2 separate regions of the Mus musculus genome follow, and region 2 is linked to region 1. The links are chromatin contacts, called in public HiChIP or PLAC-seq maps. All regions are on one chromosome and are shown on one strand. The core of a region is the stretch at or near the end of the contact, and the rest is flanking DNA. Distances in the headings are between cores, read along the strand shown.

Region 1 (6,058 bases), core at 1,117-3,616:
AATATCATGTCATATATACATGTACATGTATGTATGTATGTATATATATATATATATATTCACATATATAGTTTCCATATAAATTATTTTCTTTAGTGTCACAGTAACAATGAAGCAGATGGAGACGTGCTTACTTGCTTCAGGAATAACTCAAGACTTTAAAACCATTTGTGTATGTCGCCAGTTGCGCAGAGATGTTACAAGGCTGTCTCCTACAGTCTCCCAGCAGCTGCAGAGACGTTCTCTGCAGTTGGCCAGAATCCAGCACACCAGCTTACTTTTCTGAACTTGATGAATGCAGGCACTATGTTAGCAAGGGAAAATGTGGGTAGGCAGATTATAGTGGTCGGAAAAGCGACTTGAGACATCGGGAGAGAGCAGATTCTGAGAGAGAACGAATGTGAGTAACTAGTCTGTGCTAGAGAACCACACTGCGACTATTCAGTGCTAGAGAGCCACTCTGTGACCGCTGTGACCGGTCACTGCTAGAGAGCTCCACCCCCACATCCCTGGCCACTCCAGGTGGAGTCAGTAATGTGAGGGTGGAGTCAGGGGTGTGAGGGTGGAGTCAGTAATGTGAGGGTGGAGCCAGGGGTGTGGGGGTGGAGTCAGGGCAAAAACCAGAACTCATTTTAATAGAATGATAAAATAATAGAGAAAAGCAAGACGAAAAACCACATATGGGAGGTGAAATTAAGGTAGAAGAAATTAAATTCATCTTTCCCATAGTCAAAATAAATACAAATAGACTACACTTTTAATCAAAACATAGATTGTAGCACTTGATTATAAAAGTATATAGCTATTAAGGGGTAAAAGGGGACGGTAGTTTTGAAGCGGCTTATAGTATGTGGCCCAGTTAAAGAGAAGAATTGGAAAAAAACAAACAAAAAAAATCAAAAAACCAAAACAAAACAACAAAACAAAACAAAACAAAACAGAGCTGAGCCGATGGCTCAGCAGGTAAAGCGCTTCCCCCCAAGTGTAAGGACAGGAGTTCAGGTCCCCAGCACCCATGTACTTGCTGGCTGGGTATGGAGGTCACAGGAGAGTTAGAGACAAAGAATGCCAGAACAGGCTGACCAGCAAGAGAGCTGAAAAGGGCTGGTGTGGGCCACTCAGCGAGACCTTATCATAAGCATAAAGCATAAAAGAAAGAGCCTCGTTGAGCAATGGAACGGCTGCGTCGTATAACCATGCGCCTCTAACCCAGTTCTTGGTAACAGGCAGAGACTTTCTACCCCCTGCATCTTTATATGATAACAGTTATTTCCCTCGAGGCCAACACCGGTGGCAAAGAAGAGATGGGAAATGCCAGCGGGACCTTGCCTGTTTCAAGAGCTTGCTTCTAGCCAGTACTCCAGGCGAGGATAACAGATCATGCCTGGCAGCCTGGTGGGTTCCAGGACAGCCGGAGCTACACCGAGAAACCCTGTCCCAAATGAAACACAAAACACAAATCAAAAACGAACAAACCCAGCCGTTCTCCTGCGTGTGCCCACGGAATATAACGTAAACATATTGGAACACAGCTGTGCAAAGCTGACCTTGCTTGTCTCTTTTCTGCCCCTTCCTGTTTTTAGTATTTATTGATTTGCTTGCTTGTGTGTGGAACGCACGCTGTGGTGCGTACGTGGAACTCAGAAAACAACTTACAGGAGTGAGCTCTTTCCTCCTTTTATGGGTTCTGGAGGTTTGTCTCTCTGCCTGTCGGGCTTGGCCACAAGGACCTTTACCCACTGAGCCATTCTCCCTTTCTAGAAATTGTGCTTTTCATATTAGAACAGTGAAACTGAGTCTCAGGGCCAGGACTTAGAAAAATTAAAAACCAGGTACTCTAAATAAAAATAAATAAATAAATAAATAAATAAATCTGCCAAACAATTCTGCCTGAAGACAGTTGCTTATTGACCAATGCAAAGGAAATCCACACCCTCTCCAACATCCACAAGCTGCTACAAATTAACGAGAAAAAAAAAAAAAAAAGGAGGAGACCCTGGGGAGCCAAGTGCCATTTTGCAGAAATGATGAGCTCAGGAAACAGTTCTGGCCCCAAATCCCGTGGGAAACAAAGCAGGGCCAGTTGTGTCCTGAGGCTCTTAGACCCTGAGCCACACCCACTCGCTGGCTCTCTCACTCCCACTGTTTGCCTGCAGGGCTCTGGAAGACTCATCCCTGCCACCCCCTGATCACGAGAGTAAAAGTCGGTTTTCCAGTTGCTCAATTATGTAGTAGCTCAGCTGCTGTTTGGAGATTTTTATGGAATATTTTCTAAATATTTTACGAGCAGCCAGAGGCTATTGGTATTTGGCACCTTCCAGACAGTTCCAGAACGAAGTTTAAAGCGCAGTGTGTGAAGGCAAAAAAAGGTCCTTGTTGCGGAAGCAAGCATTGCACACCCTGGATAATTTAGACGTCTTTTAAACAGGCTGCTTATCCAACCGCGGGTTTTGAATTTAGATAGAGTTCCTTGAATAGAGCGATACAACGATGCCATTTCCCCCTCTGATGAGCTTCTGCTCTCAGAGTCTGATGTAGAGCCTGAGTTTTGATATGCACCTTAGATTTTCGTGAGTTTGCATTTTAAAAGATATATCTAGTCGTAATTAATGTGTATAAGTGTTTTGTCCACGTGTGTGTCTGTGTGGGACTTGCATACAGTGCCCCCGGAGGCCAGAGGAAGGTATCGTATCCTCTGGACGGAGCCCTCTATGGATGGCTGTGAGCTCTGTGGTAGTGGGAACTGAACTGTCATCCTATGCTAGGAGAGCCAGTGCTCCTGACCACTCCCCATCTCCCCAACCCCTAGCTTGCATTGCTTCAAAAAACCGTCAGTGTGGTAGTAATAATTTTTTTTAGCAATAATAATTTGGATATTACTTTCCAAATTCCCTCTACTGTTGTGTTTTATAAAAAGAGAAGGAGAGAAGGAATGTTTGGTGTGGGGGAAGGGAGTGCCTCTGTGGGCCCATACTGAGACATCCCTTCTCTGTGAGGGACTAGACATGACTTTATAGTATAGAAGAGAGTTTATTCAGGGCACAGGGAGGGGAGGACAGAGGAGAGGGAGGGGGAGGGGAGGGGAGGGGAGGGGAGGGGAGGGGAGGGGAGGGGAGGGAGAGGAGTCCTCCTCCTCCTCCAGTGATCCTGTAAATTCAGACCTCAGAGCAGCCAGGAGTACCCGTGAGACCACAGCACCTGAGTCAAAGAATTTCACCAGTCACAGCAAGGTTCTCTAGCACTGACTAGTCACAGTGCTAGAGACTCCACCCCCACATCCTTAGCTCCACCCCCACTAATAAGGACTTTTTTTTTTTACATTCTGTATCTAGTGTTTTGTTTATCACTCCTAAACTGTTAGCATGCTGTCATAGTGTCTGATATAATTGTGTGTTTATTCAGCTCCTGGAGAGATAAGAAGGTTCTCATTACTCCCCTCTGGTTTTTAATGTATTTTCACCATTTTATATTTCTCGAATTAGTATTGCACGCAGTCGGTGACCGTTGTGGTTACCTAGATGTTTAACAATTTGTTTTTAATGGTACCATGATTTCCACCTCACCCTTTTGGGTTCCATCCACTAGCTCTTTAGCAAAATCTTTTCCCCCCAATTTTTTATTAGGTATTTTCTTCATTTACATTTCAAATGCTATCCCAAAAGTCCCCTATACCCCCTCCCCTACCCACTCACTCCCACTTCTTGGCCCTGGTGTTCCCCTGTGCTGGGGCATATAAAGTTTGCAAGACCAAGGGCCTCTCCTCCCACTGATGGCCGACTAGGCCATCTTCTGCTACATATGCAGCTAGAGACACGAGCTCTGGGGATACTGGTTAGTTCATATTGTTGTTCTACCTATAGGGTTGCAGACCCCTTCAGCTCCTTGGGTACTTTCTCCAGCTCCTCCATTGGGGGCCCTGTGTTCCATCCGATAGCTGACTGTGAGCATCCACTTCTGTGTTTGCCAGGCCCCAGCATAGCCTCACAAGAGACAGCTATATCAGAGTCCTTTCAGCAAAATCTTGCTGGCAAATGCAATAGTGTCTGCGTTTGGTGGCTGATTATGGGATGGATCCCCGGGTGCGGCAGTCACGCAAAATCTCTTTTACTTAGAGAGTAGTTATCTGAAGTAGCTTAGCTTCCCCGTGGAGAAGGGACTATTCCTCTCCATTAACACACAGCTTAGCTTCCTAGTGAAGGGAGGATAATTACATAAAACCATTCTCTCCATGGATGTCTAAGCCACTTTCCTTGTCTTTTGGCTTTGGCTCTGGAAGACTCTGACAAGCTTTAGCTTACCGGGGACCCCCTGAGTGAACACCTCAGAGCTGGGGATGGATGCAAAGAGCAAGAGGAATTTATTGTTCCAACGTGTTGGGATCACCCTACACCTGAAGGAGAGGTGGCGACCTCGTGCACGCAGCCCATTCGGTGAGTTTTTATACAGTTTTCAGAGCAGCAGCAACCAGGCACAATATGATTGGTGGAACAGTGTGCCCTTTAAACTTTAAAGTATTTAGGGACTGAGGTATCAAGGGCTTTCCTTGACTGTGGGGGTCCAACGGTCCCTGCACTCTGAGGAATGTGTTTACTTGCTCTGGGCTTTCTTTATACCTAGGAGCTCAATGGCCTCTCTCTTCCAGGAGGGGAGGGGTCTGGTGGAATTTTCCAAAGTCCCTGAGCTGACCTCTTCAGCTCAGACTAACCAACCCATCCAAGCTTGGGAAGGTTTTCCTTGCTGAAGCACAGAAAAGGTCAGAGTGCTTGGTCCCAGCGAACAGGAATGACCTTCTCTTACTGTGAATATCACTGTAGATCAGTCTAACGTGTGATTCATCTTTTTTTTTTCTCTCGTAAGTGTAGAAATAAGAAGGAAATTAGGATGAAAGCCACTTTGAAAGAGTTTTTTAAAACGGAGTCTGGAAGCCACACAGCTTATTATTACAGCTCCATCTGCTGCCTGGGAATGTGGACTCTGGAAGGCCGTCTCTGGAACTGCTCAAGTGACAGGATAATTACTTTATGTCCAGAGGCTCTAGATGCTAATCGGGACTCCCTCCGGTTTGGAGTGGTGTGGTGGGGGGGGGGGGGGCGATTTAAGTCTTTGTGCACATTCTTTGTTTTGTTATGGTCTCTGCTGCTTCTTAGCTGTTAAGAGATTGTCTTTGAACAAGAGACCATGCAAACTCAGGAGATGGAGGCTGGATGGTCAGGAGTTCAAGGTTATCTTCAGCTAAGCCGCATATGTATTCAGAACCAGTGTGTGCCACACAAGACTTGGCCTCCAATTCCACTGACACTGAAAAATAGTTTTCTTTTTCGTCACCATGACAACACATGTGAGCAAATTAGTTTACAGACGAAAGCCATTAAAGCTCTTGGTTGTAGACTTTTCAGCTCACAGTTGACTGGTTTTGTGGCTTTTTCAGCCTGTGGCAAAGCAGAAACATCTCAGTAGAGCAAAGAGTCCCATTCTGTAGCAGCTGGAGGGGAATCCTGGCAAAATATACCACGGAAAGCTCACCTCCACCAGGCCCGCCTCCACCAGGCCCGCCTCCACCAGGCCCGCCTCCACCAGGCCCGCCTCCACTACACTGAGTTGCACTAGTAACCAGAGGCCAATAGTCAACACATGATCCTCTGGGGAACTTCATATTCAAACCATAGCAATTACCTAGTTATTTTTAGCTTTTTTTTTTTTTAAATTCAATAGTGGTTTTCTATTTAATTCTCAATCAAAGGCTTGGATTTTCACTTTCTGCAATTCACCGTGTCAAGCATGGAGCCAGGTTCCAGCCTGCAGAGACTGACTGGCATGTACTGTCTTCTTTCCTTTGTCTCGGCCTTGAATTCTTATTTTGCTATCTCTCTCTTTTTTTTTTTTTAAATCAGTTATCTCTCTCTTTTTTTTAAAAGATTTATTTATTTATTTATTATATGTAAGTACACTGTAGCTGTCTTCAGACGCACCAGAAGAGGGCATCAGATCTCTGTTACAGGTGGTTGTGAGCCACCATGTGGTTGCTGGGATTTGAACTTCGGACCTTTGGAAGAGTAGT
Region 2 (7,030 bases), core at 2,576-5,075, 570 kb after region 1:
CGCTGAGTCGTTTTTTAAGAGAAAATATACCACATTTAACTCACCCGCCTTTCTGTCTACCCTCTTCGGGTTGGAATCCAATGGATGTGGCGGCAAGGGTTAGACCGGGAGACCCTTCCGTCTTCTCTATTGGCTTCCCAAAGAGTGGAAATTTCCATCCTGTGATAGGGGGCAGCATCTCGATCTCCTTTCTTGAGGACCCTCCCTTCCAGCCTAGCCACCAATAGCAGTGCAGGAACCTGATCTGTCAACAGAAACATCTTTCCAGGTGGAGTCTAGCTGTCCAGCTGTCCTTTTAGAGGGAAGCCTGGAGCCCAGAGAGCAATGGAGGCCCCTCCACCCGCCCTGGGTCTTGTTACCAAAGAGTTTGGTGTGAGTTCATTTTCGACTGTGAAGTTTCTTTATTTGGGGGGATTTTCCTGTGTGCAGGATATATCTACATCGTTAAGTAGGTAAAAGTAGTCAGTGTAGAGTATTCGACAAACAACTTTTTCACGGACTACACAGCTTACTGTCACCACATAACACAAAGCAAACAAATAGAATATGGTGGTCACAGTAAAAATCTCTATGCAATACAAGGGCAACCTTGCCGTCACCCACTTGTGAACCTTTCCTGTAATTCTCTTATGGGGTCCTAGTTTAAATATGATTCTGAGTACAAAGGAAGCTATAATAAACTACATTTTCTGCTCGCTAGGAGGGTCTTAAGGAAAAATATGTATATGGAACCATTTTCTGATAAAACCATTTTCTGACACTAAGCATAGTTCCCGCTTCAAAGAAGGTCCGTGTTTATTTAATAAAAGTTGCCATTCTTTTTTGGCAGAAGGGGTTCACTGGTGGAGAAGTGGCCTCTGAAGATTTAACAGACCCACCAGGGACACAGACAGGGCTTTTGGAACTCTCACGCGCCCAACGTAAATTATGAAGAGCTGCCGGTCTAACTGTCTGTCTTCAGGAAGGACACTTAGCTCTTCCCATTTCATAGCTCCTGTATTAGAACAGTACTAGAACATGGCGGCACTTCAGAAAGAAAACAATGTAACAACAGAAACATCTGCATGCTAATAAGGAACACTCAAAACGTTCCATCAGTGATAGATCTCTCTATGTCTCTTGTCTCTATGTGTGTCTCTGTCTCTGTCTTTCTCTCTTCTCTCTCTCTCTCTCTCTCTCTCTCTCACACACACACACACACACACACACACACACACACACACACACACACCTCAGATTATACAAAACAGTTCAACAGAAGGGTAGCAACAGAAGAATATATAACTTCTACCACAGCATGATTTTGTACCACCCCCCCCCCAAAAGCACAATATATATAAGAAATATTTAGTTTCACGAGAGTAGGTTAGCAATCCTGGTCAAATATGATATATACACCCTTTTGGTTTCTCCTGGCAAGAAGTTCAATTTTGTGGAGTTAGAATATAACAGAATAATTTTAAAGTCCCCTTCAGCTTGTTGAAATTGGGTTTTATTTATACTGTGCTATCTCACCATTGCCTCTTTAATAACACGTAAGGAGTGTATGTAGTAAGCTACTAGCAGGTCATAATGGCTGGACCACAATAAAAGGATTTGAGGCAGGAGAAAGATTTCTATCTCTCAGGGCCTGACCTGAGACACAGGAGAAGCCAAGGCAAGCCCATAAACAGAATATCAGTGGGGAAAAAACATGGCTGAAAGCAAATAGTTCCTTCATGCCAGCAGCTCATGCCCGAGAGATGTATAACTGCCCAACTTTTCAAAACCAGGAATCCTAGCATCCATCTTTCCTTTCTTGTCCTTTTTAATTTTTTAAAAAGTATTTATTTTACGTGTATGGGAATTCTGCCTGCACATACACCTAACATGGGCGTGTCTGGTGCTCTCAAGCTAGAAGGTAGTGTCGGATCCCATGAAACTACGATTACAGGGAGTTGTGAGCCACCACATGAGTGCTGGGAATCAAACTCAGGTCCTCTGGAAGAGCAGCAAGTGCTCTTAAACACTGAGTCATCTCTCCAGCTAACTTGTAAATAAACTATTTATTTAATCACCTTAGCTCATACCAAAAAAAAAAAAAAAAAAAAAAATCAAAAGCTATGGTTCATTGCCTGGTGTAATAGGAAACTACGTGTTATTCATTTATATATGCTGGAACTACGAGTCAGGTTATGGGCTGAGGGGAAATTATGCTAATTTTATCTATAAAGCATTGGCATTCCGATTCAAGTGCAATCCGCTCATCTTTGGTGGGGACTGCACTTCACTGGAGTTGCAGAAGGTCCCAGAGTAATGTGGAGACGCCAGACACAACTGAAAAGCCTGGTTGTCTCTCTGCTGTGAAAATTGACCAGGAAAGGCCATGTAGCCGTGACCTGGTTCCTCCGGGGTCATGGAAACCAGTGTTCTAAGGGGCAGGAAGCTGAGTGGCCAGTCCTATGAAGCTTCTCGTGGGACCTCACTGACACGCATTTTGGTTTCGCGTGAGATCATGCTCTGCCTTTGGAGAAGACACCCTCTACCATGATTTTATGGTCACCCCACAGGGACAAATTAGTTCCATTCTAGAGACTTGATTTTTCTGAAGAAAAAAAAAAAACAGACAAAAATTGTTGATACCGCTTGCCTGGAACATACCTTGTTCAGACACTATCACAAGCTTACCTAGTGACAAAAGAAAAGAAACTGTGGGTGTTGGAGCAAGTGAAGTAAGATTCAGTGGGGGGCTGCTCACACTCTGTAAAGCTTCACCAGCTAAAATGTCTCTCCTCAAAGGTCTGTAAGCGACTCTACGTGCAGACAACCAAGCAGTCAAACGACTAAGACCTTCACTCTCCTTTCTGGCTCTAACCCTCGGGCCATCTAACCCTTGGGCCATCCGCCATGCGTGTCCTAACTGCTGGCGTTCTAAAGCTCTCACTGGCCCCTAGCTTCCTAAGACCGGTGGCTTTCCACTGCTGTTTCCCCTCTTCCTGGAACCCCTTGCTATGGGTTCCAGCTGTCAGTTTCACCTCATTTCTCACCGTTCAAGCCTGAGTGCCATGTTAGTGCCACGGTGGTTTTGTGGTGGGGATTGTTGGGGTTGGGGTTGGGGGGGGGGAGCTTATACGACTTCAGTAGGAAGGGGGAAATCGCCCAGCCTACACAAAGCTCAAAGAATTGCCTCTGTGCCCCTCCATGCAACTGCTACCGACCTACCAGAATTCCCTATTCTGTTTCCCCGGAGGCCAGTGTCCTTTCTGCCTCACCTCTGATAAAGCCGTTAGGGGAAAAAGAGACAGCACAAGGCTGTCCTGGTCTCTCATCACCATCCTCCCGGGCTAGCCTTCAAGAGCCCATAAACAAATGGCTGTGCGCCTACGGCAAGCTTGGGGAGTGGGGCATCTGGGAAGAACGCTCTTGGCCGGACTGAGGGCTCATGGGTTTGCATAAGGGAACCCTGTGAGTAGTCACAACTTTAAGGTGCTGCCTTCCCTCGAGGGGGTCATTCTCTTCTAGCCTCTGCCTATAAATAGCCCCATATTTGTGTATTGTGACCCCCCTCCCCCAAACCATACGATTTGGCAGACTTTGATTGGGTGCCTCCTAATGTACAGGTACGAGGGGACAGGAGTGAACAGGCACAGCCCTGTCCTTGTAGAGGTTGTAATTTGGTAGGGGAAAATATTTTCGCCAAAGCGTGACACAAGCGTGTGTGAAGGGACACAACCATACTGGAGAGAAACTTCACTAAGGAGGAAAATGGCGGATGGGGTGGGGCCGTCGGACTTGTTTACCTAGCTGTAGCTCAGGCGTGCTTGCATGCCTGTGAGAGGGAGCTCTGTCTGGATAGTGCTCCAGAGATGGAGGGAGCACTCAGCCCCTCCCCCTGGAGTCAAGGGCTCTGGAGCAGGAAGAACATGGCTCCTGTTCAGGCGCCCTCTCCTTACTCTCCCCAGAGCCTGGCAAGCGAGTGTTTCCAAATTCGGTAAAAGAGAGACTCTGGTTTCATTTCTGCCTTCCTGTCAGGCTGCCTGGGTGGCCTCGTCACCCTGAGCATCATAGTTCACTGTCAGGTCATTCTCTTTGCCATCTGAGGGGAAATGATCTCACTGGTGTACGTATGCGGGGTTGCTGGGAGGGGGCAGGGTTAGGGTTCTTCCTGATAGAGAATCTTCTATTGATGTGAAAAGTAAGGGAAGAACAACTTTTTACCTCAACGGACTACAGGGAGTTCGGGGGTGGTTTGGTAGCTATAAGAAGCCTACCTGGAGAGAGCCTGGCTGAATTTGGTCTGATGCGGAGACCTTGGGTGTCCCAGTTTTAAGAAGGGCGAGACATGCAGAGCAGAGGGAGAACTCCTCTAAACCTTAAACAAGCAAGCGGAAACATGAGAGGGTCGATTTGAAACTGTGATTGATGGTCAGGCCCACGACTGTTCTTAAACCCGTGCTGGCATATTGCAGCATGCTGTGCGTTAGGAAAGATGTGTTGCAAGATCCTGCAATATTTAATGAGTAAAGGACAAAGTCATACCTCAGCTCGTGGCTCAGCTTATAGCTTGTAACGAAACCAATGTTCGCGCTGTCCATTGCATTCGTAGTAACTAGTGGGGGAGTCCGAGCAGGTAAACTTGACCATTCCTATTCAACGGACCGGATCAGCAAGTGTCAAGATGGCTGAAGTTTTGGTGTCTGACTATAATCCCAAGTGTCCTCATCCATTTGAGTCTTCCTTCTCTCTATAAACTCATCCCTCGGCCTCCCAGGCTCTCCCTTTGAGATGATCTGACGATACAGAATCCTACTCTTTGGCTACACACACCCTTCACACAGCTTTGATTGCCGTTTGGTAGAGAAGTACTTCCAATGAAATGTGACGTTGGGACACTGCCCTAACTTAGCTTAAATGGCCTGTACCAATCCCAGCATGCCTAGTCACTATCCTATCCACTCTTTCAAGGTGAGAAAGTTTATTCCACGCCCAGGGAGATGGCTCAGCGGGGAAAGTGTTTGCCTCATCCTGAAAACCCACAATGAGAGAGCAGGCATCGCTTGGAAGCCCAATGTAGGGGAGCCCAAAAGACAGGAGGAGCCTGGGGTTTGCTGGTCATCCAGTACAACTGAATTTTGTAAGCTCTACATTGAATGGGAAATGCTATCTAAAAAAAATAAGGTAGCGTGGAATTGAGAACACACCGGAGATTGACCTCTGGCCAACACATACACGCACACACAAAGCACACTGCAAACCACACACCGCACACCACACACCAGGGGACAAAGGGAGGGAACGAAAGAATGTTGGGAGCACAAAGGTTTTGATCACAGATAGCGCTAGGGAGACCAGGAATGTTAAACACATGCAGGGCTGCCTGGAAAAAGACGTATAACCTGTTTTCTGCCCTAAAGGCTGGGGATGGAGGTGGCCGATCACCTGGCAACCTCCGTGCTATCTGTAGGGCCAGATCATACCTGGCTCCCCCTAAGCTCCCACAGCTGGGACTGGAGGTGATTAGTGGCCCAGATGACCTCTGTACTAAATGCATGACTGAGACCTCCTCTAGGCTCTTAAGATGAAATCTACCTTTGGAGCCCATCTACCCGTCTTCATGCCAGAAATAACACGCACTTTGAGAAGTTTTGAAATTATGCCTCCTCACGCACATGGGATTGCGCTATACCAGGAAATTTTCCCCCCCAAATTGGACTGTGCTTAAAAATGCCTGAAATCAGCTATCCAGTGTCAGACTCTAGAGCAGTAGCTCCCAACCATTTAATACAGTTCCTTGGGTCATGGTGACCCCCAACCATAAAATCATTTCATTGCTACTTTATAACTATAATTTTGCTACTGTTATGAATTATAATGTAAACATCTGTGTTTTCTGGTGGTCTTCAGCAAGCCACATGAAAGGGTCACTCGACCCCCACCCACAGGGTCTGAAAGCTGTTGTTCAGAGGTTTGAACCAACACCAGCTACTGAATCTCTCTGAACTAATTTCTTTCTCACCTCACATGGATCCTTACTCTGCCGGCTCTGGTGTTTACAGAGACCCTCGTGTTGCAGGGCAGAGAAAAAGGAAGAAACATGAAAATAAATGGCCTGCTTTATGCTGCCCAGATATGGAATCTCTAACCCCAAAACAAAGCCACCCCTTTGCCATCTTATCACAAACTCGCTTTTTTTTAGGTAGATTGAATATTTAGGGCAGGCAGCCATAAGGTACCACCAGTACCAAAGCCCATCGAGACTTCTTTTCCTGATCTCCTTCCTACGGAGCAAGCCTTGAAAAGATATATATCCTGGAGGCCTACAAACTCTCCTGATGGAGACGAGGCTCTGCCCCTATAGGGTAGACCCTAGTGGGGGAAAAACACAGCCACGCAGATACCTGTGTGATGTCTTTAGCTTTCTCTCACCCTGCGGAAGATGGCAGTCTTATGATCTCACCTTCTCATCTCTCTCTCTCTCTGTATAGAGCCCTCTTCTCTGTACAGAACCTGCTGAGAGGCAAGGCATGAGACCCACTGACACTCAGTGGCAAACAGATCAAGGTCCTGCTGTTGATTAAGTAACAATTTGGGGACTGTCTAAGACAGAAACAAATAAGTCACCTTTGTCCTAGAGCACCTGCAGTGTAGTAGAGGTGTGTGAAATTAGGTGTGCTAAGGAAAGAGACAGCTGAGAGACCCAGGTTAAAGAGTAGACAGGAAGGGATGTGACAGAAACTGCCTCATGGAGGATATTTCTGAACACACCTAACATAACCTTCCCCAAAGCACAGTTGCTGTAGCTGATGTTGTCTGACATTAGGAGAAGGCTGCTTTCTGAGGAAAGCCTGTAACTTACCACAGCAAAATAAGATCGCTTTATAGACCACAAAATAAATGAATCTCTATGGAATTTCAAACAGCTGGGGAAGAAATGTACAAAACACTATGGTCTCCAACCGTTGACAGGGCAAACGGAGGTCATCTAGACCACTCAGTGAAGTAAAACCCCAGGACTCCATCCTGAAGGAGTTGCTTGACTAATGATTTGAAC

What was found. HiChIP or PLAC-seq counts read pairs in DNA pulled down with a chosen protein or histone mark.
Region 2: an H3K27ac HiChIP or PLAC-seq map of embryonic stem cells shows a contact between it and region 1, with 5 times the contacts expected there. The contact joins two enhancer-like sites. A contact is called at or near these places in 1 of 39 promoter capture datasets (liver), 1 of 15 datasets of contacts at CTCF or cohesin (the NIH/3T3 cell line) and 4 of 115 datasets of contacts at active chromatin or transcription factors (cardiomyocytes, embryonic stem cells and epiblast stem cells).

What each region holds. Positions count from the first base shown.
Region 1 is chr15:96,487,000-96,493,057 of GRCm38.p6, forward strand. No RefSeq gene overlaps it. Among named protein-coding and RNA genes, the nearest start is that of Gm41392, 4.4 kb to the right of the region's middle. Within about 2 kb of position 2,367, at least 74 of the 459 cell types and tissues checked have an H3K27ac peak or open chromatin away from gene starts, as enhancers often do. A contact at or near this core is called in embryonic stem cells, where this site is marked.
Region 2 is chr15:97,055,811-97,062,840 of GRCm38.p6, forward strand. All of the region lies in intron 1 of Gm32840 (a long non-coding RNA gene), which reads left to right. Slc38a4 (solute carrier family 38, member 4) reads right to left here and starts at 146. Exons shown (of 16, transcript NM_027052.3): 1 at 45-146. Within about 2 kb of position 3,826, at least 14 of the 459 cell types and tissues checked have an H3K27ac peak or open chromatin away from gene starts, as enhancers often do. A contact at or near this core is called in embryonic stem cells, where this site is marked.